2 separate regions of the Mus musculus genome follow, and region 1 is linked to region 2. Evidence: chromatin contacts called from public HiChIP or PLAC-seq data. All regions are on one chromosome and are shown on one strand. The core of a region is the stretch at or near the end of the contact, and the rest is flanking DNA. Distances in the headings are between cores, read along the strand shown. Region 1 overlaps Prkcb (protein kinase C, beta). Region 2 holds the start of Prkcb (protein kinase C, beta).

Region 1 (3,234 bases), core at 110-2,609, 40 kb after region 2:
GATCTAGACTGTGTAAGTCACCGACGTAAGGTTCCAGAAGGGATTTGAGCCATAATCTGACTCAGATATTAGGCCATTCTCAAGACACAGCATTCATGTCCCATACTCAGGTCATTTCTGTATAAACAAATCTCATGGGAAATCCTGTGGATTCCCCACAACATGGGCATGTGAATATTCAGCTAGTATTTTCATAGATTTACATGTTTTGTTTCTAAAGCAGATCAGCCTTGACTTCCTCTCTGTTGCTCTTTTAAAATTTCCCTTTGTGAACATTAATACTTCATTGTATAGAAAGCTAGAGTTCTCTTGGTTTTCCCTTGCAGGATTCCTGGGCAGCCGCTGTATCTGGAGGAGCCTGGGCACTTGTCTGTCTCTTGTTCTTGTGGGATATCTTAGAAGCCCTCTGTCCATGGTGCCATTTATTTCTCCAGCAAATATTAATAACTGACTGTCTGTAATGGAGTAAGGATTAGGTACAGGGGCCTTCGTGGTTGGGCAGGCTTGGATTTGAATTTCAAATCCACTTGATAGATGACCTTGGATAAGTCATTCAATCTCTCTAGACTTAAGCAGCCAATCAAAGAGAATGTCTACCTTTCAGGACTTACTGTGAAGATCACGTGATATAGAACACGTGAAGTGTGACTCCACGGAGCCAATAATAAAAATAAAAACAAAACAACAAGTGATTCTTTCAGTAGACCTACTGTGTGCCAGGCAGTAACCAAACGATGCCAAGTTTCCTTCACCTTTTCTCATTATTTTCCTCTTCTTTCTCTTCTTCTGTTCCTCCCTCCAGAGTTCTCTCCCTTCCTTTGTAGCCTCCTAGTCTCAGATTCTCCATTGTCTTGCCTCAGCCTCCCAGGCACTGCAGGACAGACTCCTATTTCTTTAGGAATGTAATTCACTGATTATTATCAACATTACTACTAACTTAACCCATTTTGGATTTCTTATGCAGTTGGGAGATGGTCTTCTTTGTACCCTCTGCAGCCCCTCTGGCCCACAGTTCCTGAAGACAGCTGCATTGGATATGCAGTTAATGGAAATTCGTGCTGAGAAATATACAGATATATGACACCAGGGGAAAGAATTTCTTTCTGTTGAGACTTGACTCGAATCTCAGCAATCATACAGGACCCAGGGTGTTCGTCTAAAGCTCCACTTCTCATTCCAAGATCCAGCTTTCTCATGAGCACATCTCTCGCTCCTACACTTGACTACAGTCATCTGGCTTGCTCTACTCTCTTTTCTTTTTCCCTTTAGGCTGTTTCTCTTCCTGTTTCCATGTCCCAACCTGACCATGGCAAAGCATAGCTAAAGAAGGTTGTGTGTCCTTATTAATGAATTAATACTTTTGCTGGGTTGAGCTAGCCTTCTGGGACAGGTCCTGTGTCAGAGTGGGTTTTTCTAGGTGTGAGGTCATGGGGGTACTTGATGAAGCAGTGTGTAGCCTGGCCTTGGCTGAAGGCAGTTCTGTGAACCCTCTTCCAGTGTCTCTGTGAATTGGGAGGTAGTTGTCTTCTGGGAGATGGGGAGTTGGTGGGCATGCTCCCGTGAGCCAGATTAGGGCCAGGCTGGGGTATGGGCTGCACGGGGATTGATCACTCAGGGTCTCTTCCCTTGCTTCCTTTCTGTGTTCTCTTCATCCAGGAAGCTGAGTCTGTTGATAGTCAGATAATAGCTTTGTGACCATTTCCCACTTTAAGCATTAGCTAGTGCCAAGGAAGAGGAAACCCTCAAAGCCAGCTGCCTCTGACTCAGACACCATTGGTTTTTTGCCATAACCACCACGTGGCTGCCTTCTTCCAGCCATAGTCTGATTTTTCTCTACCACAACCTGTCTGGGCTGCCCTGAGCTGGCTTGGGTTTGATTGTTTTTGTCAAGATGGAGTTACTTTTTGCCACCTCAAGAAGGGAACCCCTTCTTTGGCGAGAGAGAAATTGAGATTATTCGGTGTCTGGGAGGGTCTTACTGGAGACCATACTTCATGTCTGATGAAGGGCCCTGGCCTTGTGCTCAGAACCTTGTGACAGCTTTTCTGTACCAGGGGCTCTGGAGACTCTCAAAGGCTGGTGGGGTGAATGTGATCTCTGTAAGAGTGTGAGCCCTTCTACCAAAAGAGCAAGATGGCTGGCCATATACCCTTCCTTCCTTCCTTCCTTCCTTCCTTCCTTCCTTCCTTCCTTCCTTCCTTCCTTCCTTCCTTCCTCTTCCCCACCACATTTAATACAGTATAATGATGAGGAGTATAGATGAATCCTGCCTTGGTGTGAACCCCAGCTCTACCTCTCACTGGTGTATGTAGTCTTAGTTAAGTTTATAACCCTTTCCTTGCCTCAGCTGTAAATAAGATGTTGAGGAATAATAACAGAGCATGCTTTATAGAATTATGTGTTCCCTGTTCTCCAGTTCCTTTCCTGCTGAGCATGTTAATAAATATTATTTTTAGAAATAATAAAATATGTAAACAAGAGACAGGGTCCCTCCTGGGCATCTTCCAAGGGACTCTACCCCATTTCCCTATGTTGAGCAAACCTGAAGGTGGTGTCAGGCTTTGTCAGGGGTCATTGTGTTTATGATGGTGATTTTTGAGACACAGTCATACTATATAGCCTGGGGTGACCTTGAATTTGAGGTCTTCCTGTTATGGTCTTCTAAGTATTATAAGTTCACATGTGTACCACCACATCCAGCTGTGATTATTAAAACAATCTCTGTGGACTGGAAAGATAGTTCAGTGTTTAAGGGTACTGGCTGCCCTTCCAGAGGATCTGGGTTCAATCCCCAATACCGCATGTGGGTCATGTCTGTAACTTCAGTGCCAAAAACATCCAACACCCTCTTCTTTTCTAGTTCAACAAAGAAAGACAAAGTAAGAGCTTTTAATGAAGAGACTCAGTCAGGGGCTGAAAAGATGGCTCAGTGGTTAAGAGCACTGACTGCTCTTCAAGAGGACTTGGGTTCAATTCTTAGTACCCATGTGGTGGCTCACAGCTGTCCATAATTCTAGTTTCTGGAGATCTGATGCTTTCTTCTAGCCTTCATGGGCATGAGCACACAAGTGATGCAAAGATATGGAGATGTGGAGGCTAAATATCCATACACATAAAATAAAATGTGAAAGGTATGGAGACATGGGGGTGAGAGACAGACAGACAGACAGATACTCAGAGAGAGAGAGAGAGAGACAGAGACAGAGACAGAGACAGACACACACGCACACGCAC
Region 2 (3,378 bases), core at 69-2,568:
TAATTTTGCTTATTCACAGAACTTACCTGGTCTATACAGGTTATGGTTGTGACCGAATGAGACAGTGCACAAGCCTCCCTGACACCCTGTATGTTTAGTTTTAATTTTTGCACATTTACAGGTCATGCATGGTACAGGTAACCTTCTTCCATTCTGTTACTTACTCAAGCAGTGCTCACTGGGCTTGTAGGAGCTGTCAGATGCTAAACTCAACACCAGGAGACATGAAGGTGTCATTAACAATGCCGGGGACGTGTGGAAGAGTTCGGTCAGATGCCATTTTTCATCCCCAGGCTGTAGAGCATCACACCAGAGGGAGATTTAGATGCAGTGCCTTATATAACATGCAATGTCGTATCATTGGTTATCTTCCCATCCTTCAAGTGGCATCAAGGGGAGTATGGCGTTGGATATTAATGTTCCCTGAACATTTGAAATCTCTCCTAACAAATACAAGAAGGCCCCAGGTGTGAGGACAGCACCTGGGGAGATCTTAACCCACACAAACCTAGGTATTTCCAATCACATAGACTTTTGTTTTAACAGACTGCACAAGTATGACCAGAAGGGACAAAAGTGAATGAAATGTAGGGAAACGCTCATTTATTAAATTTGTCTCCTGTCATCATTAGCCCAGCCATTTTGGGGTTGGGGAAACTGTCTTTTTGTGGAGAGAGTTCTAAGTGTTCGAGCAAGTGGAGACAAGTCTTTGTGGTGGATATATACATATATACATATGCATATATGTATAGTCCTCCCCTACCTCTGCAGACCTTGGTGTGTGTGTGTGTGTGTGTGTGTGGCCACAGGCCTTTCCGGATGAGTGACAATGAAAGCCCATCCCTCCAGGAGACGCATGCCGAATGACCAATGGGATGATGGATGGAGGGTGCTGGGTACCAGTCTCTGCAGAGGCCAAGGTGAAACTGGCTGCTTCCAGCCTGTTCAACCCTCATCTCCTTGAGCCCCTTGGGTCCTTAGGCGTTTGGTCATTGCTGGATCAACCGAGGTGCTCATCTTAACGCACCCCAGGGCCTAGGACAGGGTGCCAGGGGCGCGGCTCAGATCTGTCCAGCGCAGACTGCGGTCCTCGCGCCGCAGCGCTGCGGCTAAGAACACTTGGCTGGGAGGCCTGCGGGTTGCGGTGTACGTGTATGTGTGTGTGTGTGTCTGTGTGTGTCTCTGCTGGTGGTACTGGTGGTGCCGATATGTAAAGCAGCTGGCGGCTCTGGGCGGGGCCTGGGTTTCATGCAAATGAGGGAGGCGGGGTTACACTGGGGCTCCGCCTCCCTCCCCCGCAGCTGGGGCCAGCGGTGCCAAGCACAGCTGGACCAGCGGCAGCAGCTGGGCGAGTGACAGCCCAGCTACGCGCGCGCGGCCGCCGCCAGAGCCGGCGCGAAGGGGCAGCGCGGCCCTGCGGTCCCCGGGCGGCAGCAGCGGCCGCCTAGTCCCGCGCCTTTCCGGGCTTGCAGCCCCGCGGTCCCGCCGCCCCGGGGCCGCCACCTCTCGGGGCTCCCCCCAGTCCCCGCGCGCGCAAGATGGCTGACCCGGCTGCGGGGCCGCCGCCGAGCGAGGGCGAGGAGAGCACAGTGCGCTTCGCCCGCAAAGGCGCCCTCCGGCAGAAGAACGTGCACGAGGTGAAGAACCACAAATTCACCGCCCGCTTCTTCAAGCAGCCCACCTTCTGCAGCCACTGCACCGACTTCATCTGGTGAGAGTGCGCCGCGCGGGCCACCTGCCTGGGGCCCTAGAGGGCAGCGACACGCATGGGGACCCCTGTTGTTGCCCCCGGGGGGAGGAGCCGTGTGATCACCCCCATCCCGCTGGACCCTTATGCCCTGCGCTCCCGGATGGCCAGTCCCTCAGGTGCTGGGTTCTCTGCTCCCAGACGGCTGGCCGCCAGGCGCCTTCTGCCCTCTTGCACTCTGTCGCCCGAGCGCCTAGGGACAGCGCTGCAGGCGCCTTTTCGACACCTGGCTCAGGGCTCAGTGTGGCTGTCCCTCCTCGGCAGGGCAGCTCCGCGGGTGTCTTTCTCGCCTGAGGTTCCCGATCTTTCTGCCTCCTTCCGGGCTCGAGGAGCTCTCACCCTCACCCCTCCTTTCCGGGGCAGCTCTCTGGGGTGTCCTCTACTTCCCCGGGGCGTGGAGCATCCTTCCCTCTGCGTCCCTAGAGCAGTGCCCTGGGTTATCTCTTACTTCGCCTCCAGAGTCTTGAGCACCCCTTTCATTCCTTGGTTCTCACCCTCAAGTCGCTGCAGGGCCCCTTTCTTCCCTCTGCCCCTCCAAGCATGGGGGGACCTTCCCCCCGCCCCCTAGCCCCTCAGGTGTTACCACCGTGGTGAAGTCCCTATCATCCTCCCCCTAGACAGGTCCTTTTCTCTTTCCTTGAGGGTACTCCCGGCATCTCCTTGGGCAAATATCCAGCCCGCCTTCCGCCCCCACCCGGGCGGAAATGCACCCTCGCATCCTGCCACCTGGTGGTCGTGGTCGCCTCTGTACTGCAGGGGAGATGTGAGGTGGGGGTTACTGCCAAGCTCCGGTAGTGTACCTCCCAATCCCATCCAAGGTGGAAGACACCTTGGAGACCAGGCTGTAGCTAGGAGGTTGCCCCTGGGGTAGAGGGACAGTGGGAAGGGAGAGGGCGACTGTGTGAAACTAGCTGGTAACTGGACCCCTCAGACTGATACTCCCTCTTGTGCTTTTACAGGGGCTTCGGGAAGCAGGGATTCCAGTGTCAAGGTAGGCTTTGTGGCGCTGTGGATGCCGATGGTGGGAAGAGAGAGTAATACAGACTTCAAAGACGTGGCCGAGTTAGGCAGAGTGAAGTAATCCTGCCTGTCAGAGTGACCTCCCAGGCTAGGAATCCTTCACCACCAAAGGGTCCTTTTAAGGGGTGTGTATTTGGGCCAGAGATGCACCATCCAGGAAAGGCCAGTGGAGCTCCTGGAAGGCCCTAAAAGTCAAAAAGTGCATCCATCCCGCTGCTATCTGAGCATTCTCTCAGGACTGCCAGCCCTGCTTAAGAAATGAAATGTCTTCAAGGACTCTTGTGTGTGGAGGGAACCTCTTTCTTCCTAATTCCAGCCCTTTCTTGCTCATTGCTCTCCCTTACCTCCCAGTAGGAGGGTCTGCCTCTTTCCCCTGCTTTGCAGGTGGCTGCCATCTGCAGATGGCGCATCCCCCTAGAAAAGCAACTGTGGTTTCCCCTGGGCCTCCTCTCTCTTTGAAAGCGGTGGTTCCAGATGGGGTGCCTCTGGGATCCTGCCTGAGGTTGCCCTTTTTAACATCTGAGGAGGCACAAGAAGGACTCCAAGAGACTCCTTACCTGGGTTCTTGATTCTAGCTCAAGAGCCATGATTTTAACCAGGGGTACCTAATC

The links. HiChIP or PLAC-seq counts read pairs in DNA pulled down with a chosen protein or histone mark.
Region 1: an H3K4me3 HiChIP or PLAC-seq map of bone marrow-derived macrophages shows a contact between it and region 2, with 2.4 times the contacts expected there. The contact joins the enhancer-like site here to the promoter of Prkcb in region 2. A contact is called at or near these places in 3 of 39 promoter capture datasets (embryonic stem cells, hippocampal neurons and neutrophils), 7 of 484 Hi-C or Micro-C datasets (LSK cells, bone marrow-derived macrophages, cerebral cortex and 4 more), 11 of 115 datasets of contacts at active chromatin or transcription factors (the 230-238 cell line, CD8 T cells, the SCID.adh cell line and 6 more) and 3 of 9 other capture datasets (adipose tissue, liver and pancreatic islet).

Annotation. Positions count from the first base shown.
Region 1 is chr7:122,328,017-122,331,250 of GRCm38.p6, forward strand. All of the region lies in intron 2 of Prkcb (protein kinase C, beta), which reads left to right. Among named protein-coding and RNA genes, the nearest start is that of Gm51497, 33 kb to the left of the region's middle. Within about 2 kb of position 1,360, at least 29 of the 459 cell types and tissues checked have an H3K27ac peak or open chromatin away from gene starts, as enhancers often do. A contact at or near this core is called in CD8 T cells, LSK cells, bone marrow-derived macrophages and 1 more, where this site is marked.
Region 2 is chr7:122,287,807-122,291,184 of GRCm38.p6, forward strand. Prkcb (protein kinase C, beta) reads left to right here and starts at 1,319. Exons shown (of 17, transcript NM_008855.2): 1 at 1,319-1,711; 2 at 2,707-2,738. The coding sequence starts at 1,539. Gm51497 (a long non-coding RNA gene) reads right to left here. Exons shown (of 3, transcript XR_003946872.1): 3 at 2,830-3,378.